2 separate regions of the Zea mays genome follow, and region 2 is linked to region 1. Evidence: chromatin contacts called from public Hi-C data. All regions are on one chromosome and are shown on one strand. Each heading gives the region's core, a stretch centred on a gene start, on an enhancer-like site or on the middle of the called end of the contact. The rest is flanking DNA. Distances are from core to core; before and after follow the strand shown. Region 1 holds the start of LOC100280808 (peptidase S16, lon). Region 2 holds the start of LOC100285928 (glucan endo-1,3-beta-glucosidase 3).

Region 1 (6,848 bases), core at 1,169-3,668:
CCCTAGCCAAATGTTTCTATTTGAACTTATGATAACATTTGGATCATTTTTTATTCAATTATTGTAATCTAAATGTGCTTTTATTACCAAAACAAGAGGTCTGATTTGACCACATCTGCTATCAGTTTATCGGTTCTAGAACCGATTAATCAGTCATATCGGTCGATTAATCGATATCAAACCGAGCGGATTCAAAAAATGGCTTAGACCATATAATTAATCTATTTTAGATTTTGTCCGGGGAACTATATAATTAATCTATTTTAGATTTGTCCTCAATTAAAGTTGTGTTTTTGTTATATTGTACTGCTGGTCTGCTGCCAATGTAATTTTGCATAATAAGTCGGCTGGTGTCAGAGACTTTTAATTTAGAAAAAATAAAATGTCTTATAATTTACGATTTGATACAAAGACTGATTTTCAGCATTCTATGAAACCTTGTCAATTTTGAGGTGTCACTAGGGGAGGGAATGGGCGGGGTGGAGGTTAGAATCGATTATTGATGTCGAATGTCGGATTTGCAAGGAAACCAATGGTGGCAAACTAACTCAACCATGGCGATGATCGATGTGCACGACAAACTAGCTCTGTGATTTGTCATTTGGGCCTCATGTAATGATGCGACCTGTCTTGTTTTATAACCATTCCACTTACACGTCTGCCTATTTGATAGGGAATCGGTGCAAAGCTGAAGTTTCTCTATCCTTGGTAAATTCGAGACAAACACTGAAAACCTGAAATGCAGAAAACATACTCCCTTACAAGTATTTATGTTTTTTTTTCGCAGCTGCTCTGATCTATGCCTATCAAACAGTAGATGGGTGGATAGATTGATGTCAAGTCATAACATCAAGAAGCATAACATTGCTTTGATAATGTTAGGGGAAACACAAACTGTTCTAACATGCATCTGAAAAAGGTTGAAAACAAAGGTTCAGACAGAAAGCAAGCTTTCAAAACTTCAGAATGCTTTCGTATCGGGTTGCATGCTTCCTCAATATGAAGGCACATGATTATGAACAGCATCACCAAACTATCCCAGACCATTTGCAAGAATTATGAAGGCAGGTCAGTAGCAACTATCACTACTTCAGTTCACATCCAAACTATCCCACTAGAACATTCTAGAGGCACTTGAAATTGTTTAAATCGAGAGTCAACAGTTGACCAACGAGTTAGCTTCAATTCGGTCCAATTTAAGGGTAGAAGCATAAGTCACTCTCTGAGAGCAAAATTCCCGTCCTTTTCAAGGACTTATATATCACAGCTCCAATTTTTCTTGAGTTAACACACACCAAATTATACAATTTTACACGCTAAGATGCTAACCCCATGCAGATAGAACCTAGCCATAGAATATATAATAATAAGAGAAAGAAGAAAGAAAAAGGGCTTGAAAGAGTGATAACAAAGTTCAGTCCTATACCCACGACCACAAACTCCTTATCCTCATCCATTCCTAGCTGACGAGTGACGACCTCACCTCACCTCACTTCACCCCGAAGACGGCGAGGAAGGGAATGCGTCCTTGACGGCGGAGGCGGCGGTGAGGTAGTTAAGCGTGTTGCGCAGGGTGTCCCGCTCCCTGCGCAGCCTGGCGGCGGTGTCCTCGAGCTCGAGGAGCGCCTGCTGCTCGCGGGGCGCGCCCTCGAAGGTGTTGCCGACGTAGAAGGAGAAGGGGGTGGGGAACAGGCCCCTGCGCAGGTCCCCGACCTCCTTCTCAGGCTTGCCGTTGAGGCGGTTGGCGATGCGTATGACGTCCCGCATTAGGGCCTCGACGTCGGCAGCGAGCGCCTCGGCGTCCTCCCCGGGCGCCGGGGGCTCTGCGGGCGGGCGGTCCTCGAGCCACTGCACGGCGGCGACGAGGTAGGGCTTGGTGCGCACGATGCGGGCGACGCGGAACCGCTGCTGGCCCTTGCAGATGAGGAAGAACCGGTCGTCGGCGAGGCGCTCGTGTTTGACGACCTCCCCGACGCAGCCCACCTCCGCGGCGGACCCCGAGTTGCCGACGAAGACGATCCCGAAGCGGAGGTCGGTCTGCAGCACCGTGTGCATCATGATGCGGTAGCGATACTCGAAGATGTGCAGCGCGTGCGTGGCGTCCGGGAAGAGCACGAGCGGGAGAGGGAACAGCGGGAGCTCCACCAGCCCGTCGTCGGACTCAGGGGGAGATGGCTCCGGCGATGATGGTCCGGGCCCGGACGCCCCCGCCGCCGTGGCGAGGCGGCCGCGGCCCCGGCCCCGGGACGCTGAGACATGGAGGTGGCGTGGTGCTCGGCAGAATGCGCGAGAGGAGGAGGCGGCGGCGGCGAGCGCGGGGTGAGGAGAGTGGAGGATTTGGGGGAGGAGAGCCATTGGGACGGGATCTTTTTCCCCGCTTCCCCGGCGGCGGCCTAGGCAGGGGGAACAAATTGTTTGTGTGGCTTTCGGGGTGCTTTTCTTTGCCAACCAGGCAACCAGGGCCAGCAGAAACACTCTGAATACGTGGGGCCCGCAAGGCCAGACGGTTTACGTGGGGTTTATCCACATCCACCTGTTGCATGCGCGTTGGGATGTGCGTGGCAGGGCTTCCTTCCGTGGCGAAATTGGCCGTGGCAGGAGGTGGACAGCACGGCATTTGGGCTAACTTCGAACCTCTGGTTTATGAGCAGGTTGTGTTGGGCTGGCCTGATGGTCTGTTTGGTTCTCTGTATAAAACGTCACAACTTACCCTAATTTTTCTGTTAAAAATTTTCAATTCAAACGATAAAGCTTAGATAAATTATGACGTTTATAGGAAACTAAACAAGACGCCTGCAGCTGACTCTAAACATTGACGGAGGACAAAGAAAAAAATCTAAGTAATAAAAAAATAAAGCTAATAAATTGAGTAAGCGAAACATAAAATTAAAAATTTAGAAGGTGTTTGGTTTCTATTTTCTAGGGACTAATTTTTAGTCTCTAAATTGCTAAGGCCCTATTTGGTTTGAGGAAGTAAAGATTAGTCCCTATATTTTAGTCTTATTTAGTCTCTAAACTAACAAACGATGAGACTAAAACATGACTAAAGCATTTTAATATCTAATCCCTCGAGTGGTAACTAAGAGGGACTAAATAATATTAATTCTACTTTTGTCCCTTTTTTATTTTAGTTACACTAATGGCGGGATAACGCTAAGTTGTATTTTGATCTTCTTACGATTCATTTAATGTGTTCTAAATGCTTTTAGTCCCTAAAACCAAACATGGTAAGTGAAAGGGAAATGTGCCCTTGGGCCATTTCTAAAGTATTTTAGTGATTGAGTGCCAACACAAGTGCTTAAATGTGAATCTATGCCCATGGATGAACAAAGTGCAAATCAAGAGCAAAGGTATGTTTCTAAGTCTTAGTACATTGGTTTTGTGTACTAATATACTTGTCTAAGTATCAGAAACAGAAAGAAGAAGAAAAGAGAAGAGTTGGCTGTGTACAGCCAAGAGGCTGTTTCGGTCTGGGCACCGGACTGTCCGGTGGTGCACCGGACAGTGTCCGGTGCGCCAGGCTGCCTCGAGCGAAGTGGCCGCTCTCGGGAATTTGCCGACGGCGTACGGCTAAAATTCACCGGACTGTCCGGTGTGCACCGGACTGTCCGGTGAGCCAACGGTCGGCCGGGCCAACGGTCGGCCGCGCGATCTGCGCGGGACACGTGGCCAAGCCAACGGCTAGAAGGGGGCACCGGACTGTCCGGTGTGCACCGGACATGTCCGGTGCGCCAACGGCTCCCGCATCTGCAACGGTCGGCTTCGCTATTTAAGGAAGGAAATCGGGCACCGGACACTGTCCGGTGTGCACCGGACTGTCCGGTGCACCCGACGACAGAAGGCAAGGATGGCCTTCCAGATTTGTTCTCAACGGCTCCTAGCTGCCTTGGGGCTATAAAAGGGACCCCTAGGCGCATGGAGGAGAACACCAAGCAACCTCAGAGCATTCTTGATCATCCACACTCAGTCTTTGCGCATTCGTTTGTCATTTTCAGTGATTCGAGCTCCGTTCTAGTGAGAACTTTGAGATAGTCTTTTGAGCTCGATTCTTGGCCGTGTGTGTGCGCATTTCGCTGTGGATTTGTGTGTGTTGCTTCCCTCCCTTACTCCGTACTTCTTTGTGAAATTCAATTGTAAGGGCGAGAGACTCCAAGTTGTGGAGATTCCTCGCAAACGGGAAAAGATCAAAGTAAAGAAGAACACTGTGGTATTCAAGTTGATCATTGGATCACTTGAGAGGAGTTGAGTGCAACTCTCGTCCGTTGGGACGCCACAACGTGGAGTAGGCAAGCGTTGGTCTTGGCCGAACCACGGGATAAACCACTGTGTCATCTCTGTGTTTGATCTCTTGTGGTATTGTGTTTTGTTAAGACTCCTCTCTAGCCACTTGGCGATTATTGTGCTAACACTTAACAAGTTTTTGTGGATATAAGTTTAAGTTTCACAGGATCACCTATTCACCTCCCCTCTAGGTGCTCTCAATTGGTATCAGAGCCGTTCTCTTCAAGAAGGGACTAATCGCCCGAAGAGATGGATCCTAAGGGGAAGGGAATCGTGATCAACGACAAGGAGAAGGAGTCCTTCGTCAACGAGCTGAAGGATGACAAGCCTACTGACTCGGGCTCGGGCCACAAGCGCAAAGATGGGAAGAAGAAGAAGACAAGGCGCATCAAGGAGATCGTCTACTACGACGATAGCGATGAATCTACTTCTTCCCAAAAGGACGACGACAACGACTACAGGAAGACGGTCAATTCGAACTTTTCATTTGATTATTCTCGTATTCCACATAGTTCGAATTCACATTTGCTTTCCATTCCTCTTGGCAAACCTCCACACTTCGATGGGGAGGACTACGGATTTTGGAGTCACAAAATGCGTAGTCACTTATTCTCTCTCCATCCAAGCATATGGGAGATTGTAGAGAATGGAATGAAATTTGATAGCTCGGATAGCCCTATGCTTATAAATGAACAAATCCATAGAAATGCACAAGCTACTACTGTTCTATTAGCATCTTTGTGCAGGGAAGAGTACAATAAAGTGAGCGGCTTGGACAATGCCAAGCAGATATGGGACACCCTCAAGATCTCTCACGAAGGGAACGACATCACCATGCTCACTAAAATGGAGTTGGTGGAGGGCGAGCTTGGAAGATTTGCGATGATAAGGGGCGAGGAGCCAACCCAAACATACAACCGGCTCAAGACCCTTATCAACAAAATAAGGAGCTATGGAAGCACGCGATGGACGGACCATGACGTCGTCCGACTACTACTAAGGTCCTTTACCATTCTTGATCCTCATTTGGTGAATAATATTTGTGAGAATCCCAGGTACACCAAAATGTCGCCCGAAGAAATCCTTGGAAAATTCGTAAGCGGGCGAATGATGATCAAGGAGGCAAGATACGTGGACGACGCGTTGAACGGTCCAATTCATGAGCCTCAACCCATTGTTCTCAAGGCAACAAGGAGCAAGGAGGTGTTACCTAGCAAGGTGGCGCAAGTTGAGGCGGCAGGGCTCAATGATGAGGAGATGGCCCTCATCATCAAGCGCTTCAAGACGACGCTTAAGGGTCACAAGGGACAGCCAAGCAAGACCAAAGCCAAGGGGAAGCGCTCATGCTTCAAATGCGGTAAGATTGGTCATTTTATTGCTAACTGTCCCGATAATGAAAGTGACCAGGAACACGGGAGCAAGAGGGAAAAGAAGAAAAATTACAAGAAGGCCAAGGGCGAGGCACATCTAGGAAAGGAGTGGGACTCGGATTGCTCCTCCTCCGACTCTGACAATGAAGGACTCGCCGCCACCGCCTTCAACAAGTCATCCCTCTTCCCAAACGAGCGTCACACATGCCTCATGGCAAAGGAGAAGAAGGTATGTACTCGAGACAGTAATACTTATGATTCTTCTAGTGATGATGAGTCTAGCGATGAGGAAATAGATTACTCTAGCTTGTTCAAGGGATTGGATAGAAATAAAATTGATAAAATCAATGAATTGATTGATGCCTTGAATGAGAAGGATAGACTCTTAGAGAAACAAGAGGATTTATTGTATGAAGAACATGATAAATTTGTAGAAGCACAAAGATCTCATGCTCTAGAAGTTAAAAGAAATGAAATGCTTTCTTGTGAATTATCTTCTTGCCATGAGACAATTTCTAAATTAAGGAGCATTAATGATGATTTGAATGCTAAGTTAGAGATTGCTAGTAAATCTATCTCTTGTGTAGAAAATGTTGTAACGTGCACTAGGTGTAAAGATATTAACATTGATGCTTATAGTGAACACCTAGCTTGCATTTCTAAATTAAATGAAGAGGTAGCTAGTCTTAATGCCCAACTTGACACTAGCAAAAGTGATTTTGATAAGCTAAAATTTGCAAGGGATGCCTACACGATTGGTAGACACCCCTCAATTAAGGATGGACTTGGCTTCAAGAGAGAAGCCAAGAACTTAACAAGCCATAAGGCTCCCATTCCCGCCAAGGAGAAAGGGAAGGCCCCTATGGCTCGTAGTGTGCAAAAGAACCATGCGTTTATATATCATGATAAGAGACAAACTAGAAATGCTAATAGAAGTTACAATGCTTATGATGATTTCGATTCTCATGACATATTTGCTTCTAGTTCTTTCTATGTGCATAATAGAAATGTTGGTAGGAGAAATACTGTTCACAATATGCCTAGGAGAAATGTTGTTAATGTTCCTAGGAGAGTTAATGAACCTTCTACAATATATCATGCTTTGAATACTTCCTTTGCTATTTGTAGAAAGGATAGGAAAATAGTTGCTAGGAAGTTAGGGGCAAAATGCAAGGGAGACAAAACTTGCATTTGGGT
Region 2 (6,960 bases), core at 1,251-3,750, 130 kb after region 1:
ACCTGCCAGCCCCGGTCACCCCACCCGCACATGGCACACACCTAGCCCACTTGTGGCGCCGTCCACGTCTGCCCGTGCCTAAGAATGATAAACATGTACGATTCAACCCTACAAATGATTATTTAATTGTTCTAATGTTACATCAGTAGATTTTTCTTTTAGTATTATGTGAGTAGAGTAACAAAACACATAATTCACCAATTTTGGATCGACACTTGTCACGTGTGTCACACATGTGAGATTTGACGGTCTTAAGTTGTAGACATCATCCGAATGACTAATATAGCATTGACATTTATGAAAAACTATGTGGTTCAAACAAAATTTTGACGATATGACCTAGGTTGTTTTACACGACACCATATTCAGTTGTGCAGGTGGAGAACAACACGTTATGTCACCGAAATTTCGTTCAAACGCTATGGACTCATCATAAATCTGCGTTGTGTTGGTCACTCTTGGATGAGTTTAGGACATATCCTTATGTATAGGCAACATAAAACGCTCATTATTGTGCACCTTGCTTTATTCTACAGAATTAAATATGGATGATGATCATCGATGGATGTATATGGTTGGAATAAAACTCAGACTCATTATTGTGCACCTTGCTTTATTCTACAAAATTAAATATGGATGATGATCATCGATGGATGTATATGGTTGGAATAAAACTCAAGCTCACTTAGCTGAATGGATCACTAAGACTAAGGATTTTTCTAATGGTGCCTTTGTTGAATAATGATAAGATCTGGTATCCATGCAACAAATGTTAAAACTCGATGTTATTTGATAAGGTCACAATGAGTAAACACCTGTATCAAAATAGTTTCATTGCGGATTATGAAACATGTGTATTTTACAGCGAGAAATACATCACATTTATTGCAGAAGAGGAAGGAAATAATAGCGCAAGCATTGATATGATAGACGAGATGCTTGATATATTACTATTATTTTGATATATTAACATATATGTAGGTTCAACTCTCGTGGTTTGGAAAGGCCGTTTAGATGTTTATTGGTCCCTTTTGTCATCTATGGGCTTCTAAAGAATTATAAGAGAAGTCAATGAAGAAGAAAAAATTCTATGAACAAGGGTGAAGAGCATACTGTTGGAGGCAATGTATAGGTTCATACGACTAGACGAATGGTAAGACATGACAAGGACTATTTTCAAAAACATATCTATATGCATATGCTACTAATTGCATATATAGGAAGCTTAAACCGGTGTGTTGAGCCCCCACCTGTTGATGTGCCTCTTGGGAGCATACTTGATGGTGCAATTACAGACAAAGTTATGATCGTTAATGGTCCTAAAATACTCAGAATCAATCCCATTATTATGCAAAGATGATGTTGTCCTGACTCCATAACGCTATTCTCAGTGGTAGTTTCATCACACTATTTCCAATATTGCCATGTTAATAAAAGTAAGTTAAAATGAAGAATGAAATATGCTCTTTCAATAAGGAGTTTCATGTTACAATTTCATGGGCTAGCATGTGACTTAAATGTTGTATCTAAATAACCAATAGGAATAGATAAAATAGATGGAGATAAAATAAATTGCCCTTGATGATGGTTCCACACGTTTTCTAATACCTTAACAGGTTGACATAGTTTTCTAGTGATGAAACTAGTTTCAACTATTTCATAATAAATATAGTGTCATGCCATCAAAAATCCTATATGGCATACTAATTAATGTCATAAAATCTCTCATGAAACTTTCATTGAAAATGACCTAATACATCAGTGAGATTTGACGTATACACAAGCACACAATACTAATCCGATGCACGTGTATTGCTACAGATTCTATATGTATCATATGGATAGACTTTGATTTAATAAAACACAAAAATATGTGTCATGTTGGTTAGGTGGGTGAGAATGTGGAGCCAACAACTAAAGTTTGAACCCCATTTGTGGACAATTTTACCTTATTTTTGCATAAAACGGAAAGGAAAAGAGTGACCATGGAAATCTCTATCTCTACCTCTACCTCTACTATATTAAAACACCAGTTTTCTTGGTTCTGCGGTTCTACCGTTGTCACTTTTACAAAGAACTAATTATATTTTCTTGTAATCAACCTGCAGTCAGACAGATCCACATTTAAACATTTAATTGGAAAAAGCTAAAACTATATACAAATAAATATTCGAACTATGGTTGGTGGCTCTAAACTAATATTCACACCCACCTAACTAATAAAACACATATGTATTTATTTTGTTGATTTATAGTTTATACATTAGTGATGCACTGATGCACAATTTTCCGTGTCAGTCCAATGAGGACACTCCAGCCCATTAGGCCCATCAATGGAACCGAGAATATTGCCGCCGCGATGCTGGCTGTTGGTAAAAAGTCAAGTCAACCACCAGAGTGCTTTGAGATTGGAGATCGAAGGTTGAAGGCTGAGGACGGGTCGCTTGTGGGCTTCCTTTTCCCTTCTCTTCGCTTTGTTTTTTATCTTCTCGACAAAACCTCCAAGGCACCTCCGTTCCCCGTTCGTCCTCCACACCTGTATCTCTTCCCCATGGCCGGGCTCGGCGCTGGACTGGGAGCACGCCCTTCCGCGACCTTCTAGGCCGGGCCTTCTAGGACGGAAGGCTCCGGCCACTCACTGTCGCTGCCCCTCTCCGTCCCGTCGGCTCCGGTACGGATAGGCACGATCGCTCTGCCCATGTTCTCTGCATCTGCGTGCCAATTCGTAAAAAAATAGCTTCGCTGCCTGCTCTCGTGTCAGTGTTCTTCCCACCGGGTGGACATTGATACGAGATCATGTGCTAGGCTTCAGAGAACCGCGGCACATTTCGCGGCGCATGCTTACTGGTAAAGTGGTAAATTTAATTGTTGCACTGTACTTCTATCCAATTTATGTCAGTTCCACATACAGACATACTTGCCTTTTGTGCCAGTAATAGTTGAGTTTTGAGTGAACCTATTTTTTTACTTGCTTGGGTTGGTTACATGCCTCCCTTATATGTTTTAGGACTCAGATTGAAAATTAATTTTATGCCGACTCACGTGACATCGTGCTGTTTAAATGATTTTATTGCCACCTGTCCTTAACACTCTGCATGGTTATCAGACACTTCTAGTAAACAATACACTCATGACTCATCTAGTCATCTCCATATCTGTTTCTGCACATATCTAGTTTGCTTTCTCCTTGCTGTTTCAAGGTGCAACTATGGACCCATCGGGTGGCTTTGGATGGAGTGTACTGCTCTAGATAGTTGTGAAGTTGGAGTTCCTAATGTCATTGTCCGCGAAGGCATTTTTTTTGTGTGCAGGTTACAACTAAGGTCGTTTTGCTATAACTAGGCCTAACTAATCCTCCCAGTTTGCATTGTTGGCTTGTTGCCGGCAAATTCGTAGTGCCAAAACGATGCTTTACTGTGTCAAGCAGGCTCACATGGGTGGAAGATGAGCTTATGGAGGTAAGAAAGTATATTTTCTGGCACTCTATGCTGGTTTAAACCCACTTTTTTCTATGGTAGAGTTCTTTTTTCAATATCAATCTCGCACGTCGATCCAATTTTTAACGCTGAAATATGAAAAACAGTACCTGACATTCTACAACTGTCAAAACTGGATGGAACACTACCTGAACCAGTGTAAAGTGGTTTCCAAGGTAGTTTTCTACTTAAGAAAATATAAAAAAAACTAGTTCAGTCTCTAAAAATTCATAACTAATTTACTTCGTTTTTAAAATATGAAATCAGAACCATTTTCTAGAATTGTTATTTATCCGTTGGTAATCTATTTATAGTTTTTTAAATTGATTTATTCGTGTTCCTATTTTTTATTGCTCAAGTGGTGCTCATTATTTGTTTCAATTATTGTTTTACACTGAAGAAGCAGAATATCTCCAAGGAATGACTTGGGACGAGGTACCTAAGAGATATGAGTGGAATATCTTCAAGATGTTAGCTAAGGATAGGTGCGCTCGGAGACTAGCAATTAACATGTATGAACCATGATCTTTGTCTCTTTTTCTATTTACCCTTAACTCTACTGTATTGTCTTTTACTCTTTTGGTGTTTTTTCCTTCTATTCTTGTTTCTTGTGTGTTTAATCTCTAGCTTACCCTAACTTATTTGGGACAAAAAGGTTATGTTGTTGTTGTATTGTTTTGCACTGAAGGGGCGGTCTATCTGAGTCACCAGGTTGCGGGTTGTATTTGTGGGGGAACGTTTGCCTCGTTTTATGCCTTCCCCAGACCCAACTCATGGGAACCTCCAATGCTGGATTCTGGATTTCGTAATATTTGACTGTCTATCAGTTCGTACGCGTCTTCTTATGATAATCTTGTAGTTTGTGGGTTATCTACATTAAACTAATACACCAAATTCTCCGCAAAAAAAAAACCTAATACACCATGACCAACTTTCATCACGGGTCACATTTAATGATTCTGCTAACATATCAATACACTTCCACATTTGGTATCAAAGAAAAGGCCACCTTTGAGGCGTGGAAAGGCCGACCATCTTATGTTAGTTCAAAAGGATTGCCAGAACTATGCAAGGGCTTAATGGATTACTGGAACGAGAGCTGCTTGCAAACTTGTTGCCCATGTTCTTGACTTTGCTGGGACTTCAGTTAAGGTAAGCATATTCATTTGCAGATGACTGGATTGTTTTTCTAACTCAATTATTAGCTTCCTATAATTTAATAACGCAGTATTTGTTTCAATCTCATTCTAGCCATCCATTACTTCAAATGAAATTGACGCAGCAGTTCATGATATGATCATTGAGGCTGCTACCTATCCTTCTCCACTTGGATATCGTGGATTTCTATATGTACATCAGTAAATGAGTCTGTCAAGGGATACCTGATTCAGCTCCTCAGATGCAGGTTATGGATAATGAAATTTGCCTCCTCGCATCTCTATTCACTGTAGTAGCTAAGTACCATGGGCTAACCAAGTTTTTTCTGCTGCAGAATGGGGATATTATAAATATTGATGTAAATGTGTTCCAGAATGTAAGAAACCTCTCCTAAAATGTGCCACAGTCAAATTGGATGATGTTTCCCATTTGTAATTAGTTTGGTATGTTCCTGAACAGGGATACCATGGGGGTACCTTCAGAACATTTGCATGTGGACAGGTGAATGATTCTATCAAGCATTTTCTCAATGTAAGCCATTATTGTTGTGTGGTTCATTCAGTAATCAATAGCTGCCCTGATTTGTATAATGCACATTTTGCCATGTTTCTGTGGTGCGTGTATGTCTGGTTTTCACGAACATTTGTAATGTCAGTTCGAGTTTAAAAATCTCGGGTTAAAACTAGACCCTGGAAGCACTCAGTTTTTTAAAAACTGATTTATGAAATTGAAGTGGTTCTAAACACATCAGTTTATGTCTCAATTTACAGAAACTGAATTTTTAGTTTCTTAAAAACCAAGAAGGTAGTCTCCTCTAGCTAAAATCACTTTATAAAAATTAAGGTGGTCCAAACACCATTAACCATTTTTTTATAAATCAGTTTCTAAAAACTGGAGATAGAAAAAAACTGGTTGCTTCCAAAGAGGACATTAATCACCAAAACTCAACTAGGAGTCAAGATGTTTTAGCAAAAAAAATTATATCTATATTTGTTCACCCTAGTTTCTTCTTCAATGAAATTCTTGTGAAAAATGTAGTTTAAGCTCAACGGGCGCGAATATTGCCTAAAACATTTTTGGATCGTTATTACAGCACTAAAACTGTCTGGGGAAAAACAAGGGTTTAGCAAGGTGGCCAGAAAGGGGGGGGTCCACCATTGACATGACTTGTGCATATTTCAGTGCCCATTGTCCAGGTTGCTGACTCTCTGGCACACTGCTTTCTCCCCCACCCTGTGTCCCCACCGAATAGCAGCGGAGTGAGGAGTCGACACTAATCAGCTAATGAACCTTGAACCCTAGAAGGCACCAATAACCAAGAAACAAAGAGTCAGTAATTCACCCACTCCCAACCGAGCCCCGGAAAATCCCCCAATCCCAACGCATCTTTTGCCCCGACACCTCACCAACCTCGCCGACATCACTCCAGGACCAGCTCCATCCATCCAGCACCAAGCGGCAAGCACGCACGCTCCCACTCCCACGCCAACGCCACGCAGCAGAAATCAGCAATCTTGGGGGTGGGAGGGAAGGAGATTCCTGGAGAAAGCGATCGAGTGCGCATCAAAAGAAGCAGTCTTGGACGAAAGAAGCAGTCCCGGAGGCCGGCACGAGCAGGAGCAGGCGCAGCAGGGCACACTACCAAATCCCAATGGGGAGCAGGAGCGGAGGAGGGAGTGTCAGTGGCAGCTGCTTGCTACTCTTCCCCTTCCTCCTCTTGCTCCACCTCATCTCTCTTCGCTGTAAGTTCTCTCTATCTCCAGTCATCCTCTATTGGATTCGTTCTTGAATCTTGATAACCTTCGCCCGCCTGCTCTTCTTCTTGCTGGGTTGGGTCGGCAATTGCAAATGCCGGGTTTCGCTGACTGGTTGCAACCGCAGCAGGCCCATCGGCGGTGCTGGTGTCGGCGGCGGGGTCCGGCGAGCCGTACGTGGGCGTGACGATCGGCACGCAGGTGACGAACCTGCTGTCGCCGTCGGACCTGGCGTCGTTCCTGCGCGCGCAGCGCATCACCCGCGTGCGGCTGTACGACGCGGACCCGCGGCTGCTGTCGGCGCTAGCGGCCTCCGGCGTGCGTGCCATCGTGGGGGTCCCCAACGACGAGCTCCTGGCGCTGGGGTCCTCCCCGGCGACGGCCGCCTCCTGGGTGTCCCGCCGCGTGGTCCCCTTCGCGGGCGTGAACTCCAGCACCCCGAACGTCGTCTCCGCCATCGCCGTCGGGGACGAGGTCCCGACCGCGCTCCCGTCGGCGCTGCCCGTGCTGCTCCCGGCCATCCGGTCCCTGGCGGCCGCGCTCGCCGCCGCCAACCTCTCGTCCATCCCGGT

The links. A called contact is a pair of places that touch in the nucleus more often than the background predicts.
Region 2: a Hi-C map of leaf shows a contact between it and region 1, with 5 times the contacts expected there. The contact joins the promoter of LOC100285928 here to the promoter of LOC100280808 in region 1. A contact is called at or near these places in 7 of 25 Hi-C or Micro-C datasets (bundle sheath, ear, endosperm and 3 more).

Annotation. Positions count from the first base shown.
Region 1 is chr7:161,255,987-161,262,834 of Zm-B73-REFERENCE-NAM-5.0, forward strand. It overlaps LOC100280808 (peptidase S16, lon), which reads right to left and starts at 2,419. Exons shown (of 1, transcript NM_001153728.1): 1 at 1,224-2,419. The coding sequence starts at 2,355. The coding sequence ends at 1,495.
Region 2 is chr7:161,390,116-161,397,075 of Zm-B73-REFERENCE-NAM-5.0, forward strand. LOC100285928 (glucan endo-1,3-beta-glucosidase 3) reads left to right here and starts at 2,501. Exons shown (of 11, transcript NM_001413829.1): 1 at 2,501-2,671; 2 at 3,312-3,458; 3 at 3,883-3,988; 4 at 4,476-4,628; 5 at 4,728-4,881; 6 at 4,969-5,010; 7 at 5,094-5,165; 8 at 6,064-6,376; 9 at 6,516-6,960. The coding sequence starts at 6,286.